4 separate regions of the Zea mays genome follow, and regions 2, 3 and 4 are each linked to region 1. The links are chromatin contacts, called in public Hi-C maps. All regions are on one chromosome and are shown on one strand. Each heading gives the region's core, a stretch centred on a gene start, on an enhancer-like site or on the middle of the called end of the contact. The rest is flanking DNA. Distances are from core to core; before and after follow the strand shown. Region 1 holds the start of LOC103637733 (probable inactive poly [ADP-ribose] polymerase SRO1). Region 2 overlaps LOC103644840 (putative pentatricopeptide repeat-containing protein). Region 3 holds the start of LOC103637735 (glycerol-3-phosphate acyltransferase, chloroplastic). Region 4 holds the start of LOC103637736 (cellulose synthase-like protein D1).

Region 1 (2,801 bases), core at 198-2,697:
ACATGAAGCTTGTGGAAAAGGGGTTAAACTCATAATTTATTTTAGTGGCAAAGTTCCTAATAAAGAAGCTTGTACTTCATTTTTATGTTATATTATCTATACGTGTAAATGGAGATGATTTTATGTGATTTGGTGATGGATTAAGTTTGTTGAATATTTGATTTTATTCAAATTAAACTTTGTGTGCTATTTTTAAACATTTTTCTAATGTTCACACAACTATCCGTACGTGTGATGTGATGATGGATGAGTAGTTGCTGTTTGATTTTTTTTTCCTGATTTTGATTTTTTTTTTTTTGCACAAGACGGGTATTTGGCCCCTTGATTGCCAAATATAACAGAGTGAAAAAAATCCTCCATGAAAATTAAAGTATCATTTAAAATACTTTTAAAATCCTCTTGCTGGATTATTTCCCGGGGCTTTTTGTCCTCTCGCTGCCAAACTAAGCTCTAGTGGTCAATCTTCGTATCTGCATTTGTTTCATCAAGACTCGAAGACTTCTGGCAATCAACGATTGTTTGGTAAAGTAGTATTCAATACCTGGCTCTGGCTCTGGCTACATAAAAATCTTATTAGGTCTGCAGTCAGTCGTATCGACTCCGAGTCTGAGGTCTGTTCAGATGATCATTTTTCACACAAGTATTGTATCTAGCACTTAATAAAGTTTATTAGGTGTACACGATGGTGATGGAAATGATGTTAGTTTTCTCTAGTGCGCAGCCATGGAGTAGGAAACCACATAGAAAGCGCAAGTATTATTTAGATCAGCGCCAACAAATCCTCGATGGCGTGGGCCAAAGTTCTCCATAGATTCGTGAAACACGACGTGCAATTAAGTTCAATCCACCAAAACTATACATACTGACACACTAGCCAGCAAATTGATATGGATATCCAGTTGGGCTGCGAAGGCCAATCTGAACGTTGGGCGCAAGAATTCAGAATACGGCATCAGCACGTCGCCTCTGCCCGACACACGCACGCAAACCATTAGAATTTACTCCATAATTTAACGAAAAACAAAAACCTGCAACGTGTGGACGGCCGTGATGCGGCTGCTGTGGGACAGGTACCGTTGACCTCAAGCGTGAACCGTCCGATGCAAGCACGCATGTCGGCATCACGACGTCGCCCGCTCGCCATTTTTTTTGCTTATGGCGCAAGGAAAGAGGCTGGCAACTTGGCATCCAAGTTTAGCGCCTTGCGTACCCGTGCCCAGGTGGGTCCGGACCCATGCGTCGGAGAGCGATCGAGGACGGAGGGCGGTGGGTGGATAGGATAGGCCGGAATAATAATAACGCAGGTGGGGTCACGGCAAAGGCGTGCCGCGTGCGTGGACCTCGCCCTCATCTCTTCTGCTCCGTGTTCAATAATTCCACCACCGCATAGCTCCTGCCTTCTTCCTAGTTCCTACCTTCGCCCCCCCCCCCCCCCCCCCCCGCCGTCGATTCGTGCTGCGCTCACCTCGACCCAGTTCAATATCGCTGGCGAGGGAAGCAGCAGCAGAAGCTCCGGCGAGAACCCCCACCTCCGGCTATCGCCTGGGGATAAAGTGGGGTCGGTAGGGGCGGTGACCTAGGGGGAGCAAAAGGGATCCGATAGGGAGAGATGAAGCAATCAATTTATTCGTCCGCCGTCGCCCCTGCTAACGCCCCCACTACTAACCCTAGGTAAGCGTCGTCGATCGGCGGATCTGCTTGTCTGACTGACTGGTTCCTCGGCGAAGAGGATCCCCTTGTATATTGTATATGTATGTATTTTCGATCTGGAAGCTTTTTTTTTGATCTGTAGCCTTCATGTTCGATTTGTTGGATGCCAATTATATGTGCTATGAAGATGTGAATTGTTGGGGGCTAAAGCAGATTTGAGATCACCAAATCGATTCTTCTATGTATTGTTGACTTTTCAAAAATTTCCATTCCTGCACTGCAGTCCTGTTTAATTACTTGTTAAATTATCCATGGAAACTGAGTGGATTTTGTCAGAATTCCGCTGAATTTTACCCTATGCACCATATTCTGATGTTTACTTCTATTACTTGACTAGTCATTTACTGCCCTGCCATGTGCTCTGCAATGGATATGGTCTAAGATACAAGTTTTCTTGCTCCATGTTCAGTTAAATTCATTGGTTAACTGCTAATTTGTGCATGAAAGAGAATATTTGGTGCTTTAATCCATCACCATAGATTATTTCATAACCATGTTATCTGTAGGTTAGTACAAGCATCTTGCTCCCTCACCAGCAGCAGACCTTCATGGCTAATAATACCATAATAGTAAAAGCCTCTCTATCTGTCTATATGGTTGCAGCACTCCCTAGGCATTGCTAGTCAACAGGTTGACTTATTTTTCATGGAAAGAACATTTTTGCACCACGACATGACAAAAGATGTGTGCACTTCTATAATCTGTTTGGCCATGCTTAACATAACAGCTAGTGACAGCATTAAGATTTGGATTTTTCCCAGGGTCTCACTGGAAAATTGATACCATAGTCATTCCTTTTTTTTTTGAGTGTCCTGCTGTAATCCAATATTGTTTTGCTGCATATAAAGTGCAGCAACAATTATCTTACTGATTTCTGACAATTTTCCCTTAGCAGGATCATACTGTCTTTTGGCGTTTCTTCTCCGGCTCTTTTTCGTTTGCCTGTCGGTTACAAGGTGGAACGTCTTCAGAAGCTTCTCCACTAGATTAGTGTAAATAGTAGACTTGTTCAGGTTTAGTTTGGTTGGAAGAATTAGTTTCTGGTTCGTGTTCATTTCTGCTAGCAATAATGGCTGCGATGAACGGAAAGG
Region 2 (3,132 bases), core at 196-2,695, 960 kb before region 1:
CGCACCACGTCCCACATCCGTTGCCAACCCAAACCAACTTCGTCCCATGTGGAAGTCGACGAGTCCTTAGGAGCACATCGTGCCCTATGTATGCACAAGATTCGGTCCACGCGCCTTGACGCCCATGTAACCACGGTTCCGCCTATGTCTGGTCGTATCCGACTTATAACTTGTGATGCCTAGCCACCCGACCCAACAAGGTCTCTCGAGCGACCCACGGATCATAGTCGAGTTATGGCCACCCAAGGATATCCACCCCCCATAATATAGATTTCTAAAAATAACACATCAGTAAAACCACTTTCAAAACCGTCTCAAGGGATTATTTAGCATTTTCAATAGTTTGAGGGTAGAATACACAGTTTTATGGGACAATTGCATGGTTGACCTTGCTCACGATTTTAAATCCATTTTATCCATATTTTTCGAACTTTGCACCATTGCCCCCTTTTGAAACAAAAACCTTTGTTTGCCCCTATTTCGTTGTAAGCATTATCTAAAAAAATACGTTCGTACCATTGCACCATTGCCCCTTTTATTATCAATTGTTTGTAAATTTGCCCACACTTTGATATAAAAGTTTAGAGTATAAGTATGACATAATTTTGACCTTAAATTTAATTTTTTATTTCAATACTTCGAATTTAATGAAAACACTTATCATCAACTGATTGCTAATTTGCACCCCACGTTGATATAAAAGTTTAGAGTATAAGTATGACATAAGTCCGACCATAAATTTGAACACCAATTATTTCAAGTTCAAAATTTCAATTACTTCGAATTTAATGAAAAAAAATTAAATTTAACATTACATTTAATTTTGTTAAATTATAATGTTAAATTTAATTTTTTATTAAATTCGAAGTATTTGAAATTTTGAATTTGAAGTAATTGATTTTCAAATTTATGATCGATTTAGTCATACTTACTTATACTCTAAACTTCTATTGTAATTAAAATATTAATAAAAAATCGTTAAAATGTAATGTTAAATTTAATTTGTTTTCAATAAATTTGATGTTTTTAAAACTTTGAATTTGGAAAAAAAATGGATTTTCAAATTTATAGTCGGATTTATGTCTTACTTATACTAACTTTTATATCAAAGCGAGAGCAAATTTGCAAAAAAGTTGATAATAAAAGGGGCAAATGGCAACATCGTTATGTGTTTATAACAGAATCAGGTGTTTCGTTTAAAAAAAGAAGCACAATGGTGCAAAATTCGAAAATTAGGGATAAAAATATAGTTAGAATCGTGAGAAGAGACGATCATGCAATTGTCTTTAGTTTTATAGTGAGTGACTGAAGTAGACCATGAGTCCACCACCAATAAGTTGATGGTGCTAATATAATTTTCTTTTCCATTTGTATAGGACGTGGAAGTGGGCTCAGGCTGGGCCCGTGGGCCGCACGTTCATGGGCTACCTGCAGGCTGCAGCTGAAGCAGCGTGCCCACACGCCGCCGCCGTGCGGCAGCCAACCGGCGGCGATTGAGCGCCGCACCGTTGCTTGTGTTCCCTACTTCCCTCCCGCGCGTCGTCTGGGCTTGCAATGCTTGCGACGACGCCTCGGTACCCGCTCACTTGCTTCCATGCTCCACGGCACGCGCAGGAGGACGGCGCCGCTCGCAGCCGCTTTCTTCGCTTCCAAGCCCCAGCCTCAGCCTCCGCCGCAGCTGCCAACGCCGCAGATAGTCGAAGCCGCCGTCGCTCGCTGCCCCTCAGACGGCATCGCGCTCTCCTTCTTCCTGTGGTGTGCCCGCCGCCCCGGCTATTTCCACCCGCCTTCCTCCTTCGACCGCCTCCTCCCCGCCGCCTCCCGCCTCGCCTCTCGCCTCGGCACTGCCAACAAGCTTATCCGCGAGCTCCAGGCCCTCGGCGTCCACGTCAAGCCCCAGACTTTCCTGCTCCTGCTCAGGCTCTACTGGCGCGGGGGGCTCTACCCTATCGTACTCGATCTGTTCTATCAAATGCGCCTTTGGGGATTCCAACCCAATGCCTTCGCCTGCAATGTCGTCCTCGACGTCCAGCTCAGGACAGGCCATCTCGACGCAGCGCGACACACGTTGCAGTACTACCCGGCACCCAATTACCTCACCTACGCCATTGTGCTCACCCATCTCTGCAGGGCTGGGGGCTGGTCAGGAGCCCGGAGTTGTTTTATTGAAATGCTACAGCTGGGGTTTGTCCCAAGTGCAGCTTCTCTCACTGCGGTTTTTGCCTGCTGCAGTAAGGCTGGAACTATGTCTGAGCTTCTGCAGCTGTTTTCTTTCGCGCTTGTTTCGGGTTGCAATCTCACCTCAGCCATGTGGACATGTTTGATCGCTCGTCTGTGCCGTGAGGGGCGACTAGAGGAGGCTTGTAATATGCTTGCAAAGATGGCGGATTCTGGTTCTTCTCCTTCAGTGGTCACCTACACTCCACTTGTCAGGGGATTGTTGCGAGCTGGTAGGCATGAAAAGGCCAGCGAGCTTTTGGGGTCAATGATGTCCGCTAGTTGCAGACCAGACATTGTTTTGTATAATGTTCTGATGGACAGCATGCTAAAGGAGAGAAGATACAATGAGGCACTAAATATTTACATGCATATTCTTGGCAGTCAGATAAAGCCAGATGCATACACTTTATCTACTTTAGCTCAGGTATTGCAGTTTTCACAGAATATGGGCCTTCTTCACAGCTTGATTTTAAGCTCCGATATCTCTCTTGATCTTGTGGCCTGCAATTCTGTGTTGAGTAGTCTGTGCAAATCAGGTTTTCCATCTGAAGCCATCCAATTCTACATTGATAGAATTGACACGTGCACCAGCCCAGACAGCTACACTCATGCTGGGTTACTGGATAGTTTGTGCCAGTTAGGAAGGGTAAACCATGCAATTGATGTCTACCACAATATCATTGCCAGTGCTCCTGAATTGAATGCATATGTTCATGCAGCAATCCTCCGTGGTCTTGTTAGACAGGGCCAGAGCCTTGCGGCCTTAAGGATTTTAAGAGAGGCTGTACGGAAAAATTATGCTGTTGATTCTGTGTGCTACACTGTGGTTTTACATGGTCTTTTCCGTGTGCATCTGGTGGAAGAGGCTTTCAGGTTGTTCGACCAGATGAAAAATTCAGGATTAGCACCCAA
Region 3 (3,054 bases), core at 67-2,566, 710 kb before region 1:
GTGAGGAACTGCAAGTTGGACAATACAGTGAGGTAGTCCGGGATGGAGCCCGTGAGCCCCAGTAGCTGGAACGGGGTCATCAACATGAGCTTCGTGAGCCTACCCACCGCTGACGGGATCTAACCACGCAAGCTGTCTGCGCCATCAATGAAGACGTTCACACGCTCGTGCCTCGTTGCACCGGAGGTGGTCCCACTCGCAGCAGTTGATCGATCTGTTAAGTTATGAGAATTCTATATTGATTTTTTAGAAATAATATTAGATTTGTGTATGAGAATATCGATATATTTGTCTATCATTCAGAATTCTATATTGATTCTTTAGAAATAATTTATACAATATTATAATATTTGTTCGACATCAGTTCATTCTATTGGAGTCGACATATTTATATCGTTAATATAATATTAGTGTTATAGTGATATTTTGTCACACATATTTTATTTATTATAGTAATATTTATCGTTCCGTATCTATGTTTTATATTAATTTTTAACTCTCGTGGCACATACCTAACAAGAAATGCATTATGACCTTCACTTGCAGGTTGATTCCCTGAAGGGGTCTGCTGAAGTTCTGCAGTTTCTGCTGCTGACTTGTGATGCCGTTCCATTCAAATCTTCTGAAACCTCACCTTTTTAAAATCATCAAGTGCAAACTCTACAATTGGATGACGTTCTAAACGAAAAATTTCTGCAAAGAGCGAAACAAGAATAAATCATATAACCGAGACTGGATCTGTTCATGACCATGTCAGAGATGGCCTCAAGCAAAAAAAAAAACAGCCAATATTTTTGTTCATAGAACAGACCAAGGTAGAAAGAGTGACAATACAGACACAGGGATATAGTGTGAAAAGATTTAAATGTGACAATAATGTGGTGGCGTTTAATTCATGGGATAGAAAGGATGGAAAAGGGATATCATAACCTAATGGACCACGAAAAAGTTTGTGTATCTTTTAAGGGCTTATGTGCTATTACTTGCACACTAAATTGTATGAAACTTTAAAGTGAATTTGATCTTTGTATTAGTTTAGTTTTGTGTTGGTTGTTGTTAACGATTTTATAAGATATTAAAGTTATTGTATATAAGTTATAAGTTATTGTGACATTATATGTTCCCGTTGTAACACACGGTCACTCGTCTAATTTATTATCTAAAAACTCAAAGTTGTATTATACAGTCTCTTAGTTGTTTCTCTTATTTTATTTTATCTTTTATTTAGAAACCGTTCTACGGGCTCAGCCATGCCCTAACACAATGCCGTATGTGCCAAAATAAGGGAATAGAAAGGTGCCGTGTCATCCAATAATTTTCCTCGACAAATCCTAACCACACACAAAAGGCCCTATTTTAAATTTCTGAGGAGAAAAACTAAACAGAAAAATCGAGGAAAATATGCTGCTAGCAGGGGTGAGCGGGCCGAGGCTTCTCGTGTCGACTGTCGACGCCTTCTTCGCCCTCTCCGTCCGGCTTCCGCCTCAGCTGAACTCATGCGCTATTTCCCAGGCCGCCATTCCCACTAGGGTTTTCGGATTATTAGGTTTCTAGAACCTTTCTTCGCCGCCCCCCCCCCCCCCCCCCCCAGACCCCATGCACGCTCCGCCGCTGGTCGCGTTCGCAGGGGGCGCCTGCCCCGCTTCCGCTGCCTCCTCGCTGTCGCCCTGGTTGGCCTCGCTGCGGCCCGCCATCGTTGCTGCGCCGGCGAGGCTGCTATGGTTCCGCCGCGGGGCACTCCGGCTGGAAGCCAAGGCCGCGTGGAGGGCTACCGGAGGGGGACGGGGCCCGCGGGTCCCGGCCAAGGGCGCTGTGCTCGCCTCCTATATGGGTGCCGAGGAGGTGGTGGGACCCTTGTCGCTGCTCGACGAGGAAGGTTTGGTTGCTGCTGCTGCTTCCAAATGCAGTCCGCCTTGCGCTTATATTGCCCATATCTCTTTTGGATCGTTACGCACTATAACTGCATTTGCGTCACTATCCGCTGCCACTACTGGTGTCTCTACTCTAGCAATGAAGGCACAGCTGCCCAGCCAAAGTAGTCGTACAACCTAGATACTATGTTGTAGTTCTCCAAGTACTAGATACATCTAAGAAATTCCTTCGTATAAACCAATGTATCTAAGTCTTGTATTTTATTCACTAAAACTCCTTAATATACGGTTTATTTATGTGAGTTGTATGTGTGAAACCGTATCTAGACTTTGAGAACCATGCTAGGGACATTCCTTCACCAAGATATGTCTATTGTGTTTTTTTGCACTTACCCCTTTAAATCTTTAATACTTCTCAAGATACGTATCATTTATGTGGGTTGTACATGCCCTTATGCCAAATTGCTTGCGTAGTCGCATGGAACCAACCTAGTAATTTCACATGCTGACATGCCACATTAGGGCATGTACAATGGGTGTTTCGAGCTGTGTCTTCGAGTGTGTCTAAGTGGGTAAATGTAAAAAGCTCAAGACACGTATCTTGACGAAGACACGTCTTAGCTCTATGCTCGAGACATGAGACTAGCTGATTAGTCAATTTAATTTATTGAATGCTCTGATTTGTACAATGAATATGGTAAGACACATGTTTTAGACACGTCCACTGTATGATATTGTGTTTTAGCTGTATCTTATATTTGGAGTACCGTGCAACAATGTCAGAGTTGTACATGCCCTTAATATATAATAATCTAGTATGCAGACAAACTGACGACTTCCTTCTTTTTCCTATTTACACGTTGTGCAGAGCTCATTTTGCACATAAGAAAGGAACGGGATAATGGAAAACTTCCTGCAGATGTTGCCATTAACTTGGAGGAGCTGTATTATAATTACAGGAATGCAGTAAGAACTGCTGGGCTGATCTTTGCAGTATTTTTAACGGGCTATCATCTTCTTGTTATGCTTCATGTCATGCGAATGTTTTGCTTTGTTAGGTCCTGCAAAATGGTGATCCTAATGCATATGAGATCATGCTTTCAAATATGACAGCTTTGTTTGATCGTGTTCTACTGGATGTACAGGTTTCACCGTCTACTCTGATTTCCATCACAATTTGCTC
Region 4 (2,856 bases), core at 305-2,804, 800 kb before region 1:
TGATGCGCCACATGAGGAAGAAGGCCAGTGCGACCAAGCGGATGAGGACGAGGAGCCTGGATGGGATGGGAGGAACAAAATGTGAATAAAGTAGAAATAACTACTATTTTAATGTACGTATAAGAATTCACGACGACAAGGACCTGTAAGGACTGATGACGGCTGCTGGAATCCTGAGCTTGCGGGTGAGCGGGCGCCACGGTTTGGTTAAGAGCTCCTTGGGATGCCCAGCCGGGGCACCGCCGTCGGTGTCGTCGTCTGCTTCATCCTGGGGCCAGATGGCGTTGCCATAGCCATAGGTGCCCTTGGTCTGGAAGAGCCAGAGGTTATGATCGAACTCGCCGGACTGGTTGACGTTGGCCTGCTTGACCAGCGACAGGCGCCTCTCCATCCTGTGGCCGTTGGCGCCCGCAGGCCCGCGGGGCAGCGAGAGCGCCCGCGTGACCTCCTCGGCCGCGCCGGCGCCAAGGCCCTCCCACTCGGTGTTCTTGTAAGGCTCCTTGCACCCCGGGCAGACGCCGGCGCCGGCCTTGACGGCGTCGGTGAAGCAGTCGACGCAGACCCTGAAATCGCACTCGCAGGGGAGGACGTCATCGCCGCGGGCGTCGCGCATGGCCCTGGCGTCGCACCCCTCGACCATGCACGCGCTGGGTCCCTTGGCACCGCCGCCGCCGCGGCGCCCGGCGGCGTCGCCGTCGGGCTTGTCCATGACATGCGCGCGGGTGACGGTGTTGAAGCCGCCGGTGAAGAGCGAGCCGGAGACGTAGCGCTGGTCCTCGGCCCTGGCTGTGCCGCTGTCGTCCTCGTCCATGGGCTGGTTGTCGGGCGTCATGGGGATGTGGACGTGGTAGTCCTGGAAGTCGACGCTGCTGATCTCCGAGTCCAGGTCGTCGCGAGAGTAGCTGATGAAGCGCCCAGAGTCGGTCCGGCGCCCGAAGACGACCGTGGGCGCCGACGTGGGCGCCGTGGGCGGCCTGCTGCCGGCGCCCTGCGGCGGCATGCGGCGGGAGCCGCTGTTTTTAAGGATCCCCTTGGACGCCATGGCTGGCTGGCGTCAGTGCTCGTTTAATTAATTGCCCTGCCCCTGCTGGTCCTTGTTGGGAGTCCAAAATGGTCGTGCTCTGCTGTTATTATGGCTATCTGCAAAGAATCCGGTTTGCGCAAGCAAAGGATGGGAAAGTTTTGGCGTGAGCAGATGATGGTGATGCCAAGTTGTTATAATACATGCTATAGCTTTGAGATGGAAAGCATAAATGCGGCAGCAGATCAAAGTCGAAATGGCAACTAGGATAGAGTATAGTAGATGTTTTTATTTGGAGTTTTTTTTTTGCATAATAAACAGATAAAATAAAAGAGACACAGAGAGAATGAAATGGTGAGTGATATGATCAATCGATCGATCCATCACCTTTTGTTCCTCGCTGCAGACAACGACGACTAATCCGGAGTGTTTAGTAGCAGGTCGAGAGAGGCCAAGTCCAAGAGGAGGATGAAAGCGGAACGGAAGAAGCAAAATGGACCTGGGGGGATGGCGCCCATGGAAACGCCAGCTGCCCTGGCACGGTTATTTGAATGCTTGGAGCTAGCTGGAATTGAAGTGGTCGATTGGTCTGGCACGGGGAGGCCGGGACGGGAAGCGGGGTGGGGGCGCACAAACGCGCGCCAAAGCAACGACGACCCACCCCACGTAGTTAGGTGCTCTGCTCCCTGCCATGTGGGGTCCTACCTAACTGAGCGTCTCCTGCCAGCGTAGGGCACCACGATGCAGCACGATGCCGTCAGTTTTTAGCCGTCGCAATAAGGAAAACTCTTGTATCAACCGAGACGGCGTGATGGGCTTCCAACCCAGCACGCGCAAACTTTCAACCAACTTGTAGTTGCAAATTTTCAGTCGCCCACACACACACACACGAAAAAAAAGCATCATCATGTATCAATCATGCCCGGCATCACTCCTGCGCGCCTCCGTCTCGTCTGAGTTGCACGCACGATCAGTAATCCCTTTGATTCTGCTCCCAACTCACTCGCTTGCCTTTGGTTTCATTATCCCTGTGTTTGGATCACGGATGCGCAGAGCCTGGCCACGTTAGCCTGTACACGAAGAGCCAGGCTCCCATTAGACAGTCATCTACTCTCTCCGTTTCTTTTTATTTGTCGCTGGATAGTGTAATTTTGCACTATCCAGCGACAAATAAAAAGAAACGGAGTGAGTAATTAATACGCCAAATTTATTTTTATGGCCTTGACATTTCTATGAACAAAACTAATTTGTTTATTATTTTATCTAATCTTGTTCTAACGTAAGCAACTAAATAATATGGTGTCGTTTGGTTCGTGAACCGTAACGTAAATGACAACACTAACGACTCACACTCAATTACCAGAGATAACAAGTTCGAATAGAATTGTATGAGTTTCTAATATGGTATCTGATTACGGTTAGACTTAAATAAACATGGTTTAACGTTATCGGTTACCAGCATTTGCGTTACAAATATGTGAACCAAACAGCACCTTATATAAATGTATAAACCTGTTCACCTAACCAAACACCCGATTCTCTCGCATATGTTGAGCATGTCTCATGGGAGCTCGGATATGGGTATACGAGTTAGGGTAGTCATACTCTACTGATCCGCAAACCAAACACATCCTTGAGAATCTGCGGCTGCATGTACCCGATAGGGAACCAATCCGGCGCATGAAATTCTATAGCTACGCATTTGACACAAACAACAGAGATTCTGCTCTCGTGTGGGCACTTGCACACCCTAGCTCAGTTTCTTTCAATTCCACGGTTCTTCCACCGCTTCTAATCGCATAAGAATGTGCAGCCATGCATCATGCATGCAAGCA

What was found. A called contact is a pair of places that touch in the nucleus more often than the background predicts.
Region 2: a Hi-C map of ear shows a contact between it and region 1, with 2.0 times the contacts expected there. The contact joins the enhancer-like site here to the promoter of LOC103637733 in region 1. A contact is called at or near these places in 2 of 25 Hi-C or Micro-C datasets (ear and tassel).
Region 3: a Hi-C map of bundle sheath shows a contact between it and region 1, with 6 times the contacts expected there. The contact joins the promoter of LOC103637735 here to the promoter of LOC103637733 in region 1. A contact is called at or near these places in 5 of 25 Hi-C or Micro-C datasets (bundle sheath, ear, leaf and 1 more) and 1 of 3 datasets of contacts at active chromatin or transcription factors (seedling).
Region 4: a contact with region 1 is called in a Hi-C map of leaf, with 2.8 times the contacts expected there. The contact joins the promoter of LOC103637736 here to the promoter of LOC103637733 in region 1. A contact is called at or near these places in 4 of 25 Hi-C or Micro-C datasets (ear, leaf and tassel).

Annotation. Positions count from the first base shown.
Region 1 is chr1:105,462,876-105,465,676 of Zm-B73-REFERENCE-NAM-5.0, reverse strand. LOC103637733 (probable inactive poly [ADP-ribose] polymerase SRO1) reads left to right here and starts at 1,447. Exons shown (of 7, transcript NM_001428418.1): 1 at 1,447-1,671; 2 at 2,606-2,801. The coding sequence starts at 2,780.
Region 2 is chr1:106,418,099-106,421,230 of Zm-B73-REFERENCE-NAM-5.0, reverse strand. LOC103644840 (putative pentatricopeptide repeat-containing protein) reads left to right here. Exons shown (of 4, transcript XM_020542082.1): 2 at 1,377-3,132. Among protein-coding and RNA genes, the nearest start is that of LOC103644840, 7.8 kb to the left of the region's middle. Within about 2 kb of position 1,445, at least 17 of the 20 cell types and tissues checked have an H3K27ac peak or open chromatin away from gene starts, as enhancers often do. A contact at or near this core is called in ear and tassel, where this site is marked.
Region 3 is chr1:106,175,356-106,178,409 of Zm-B73-REFERENCE-NAM-5.0, reverse strand. It overlaps LOC103637735 (glycerol-3-phosphate acyltransferase, chloroplastic), which reads left to right and starts at 1,316. Exons shown (of 14, transcript XM_008660557.4): 1 at 1,316-1,876; 2 at 2,740-2,837; 3 at 2,930-3,016. The coding sequence starts at 1,597.
Region 4 is chr1:106,260,185-106,263,040 of Zm-B73-REFERENCE-NAM-5.0, reverse strand. LOC103637736 (cellulose synthase-like protein D1) reads right to left here and starts at 1,554. Exons shown (of 5, transcript XM_008660569.2): 1 at 1,409-1,554; 2 at 144-1,140; 3 at 1-56. The coding sequence starts at 1,042.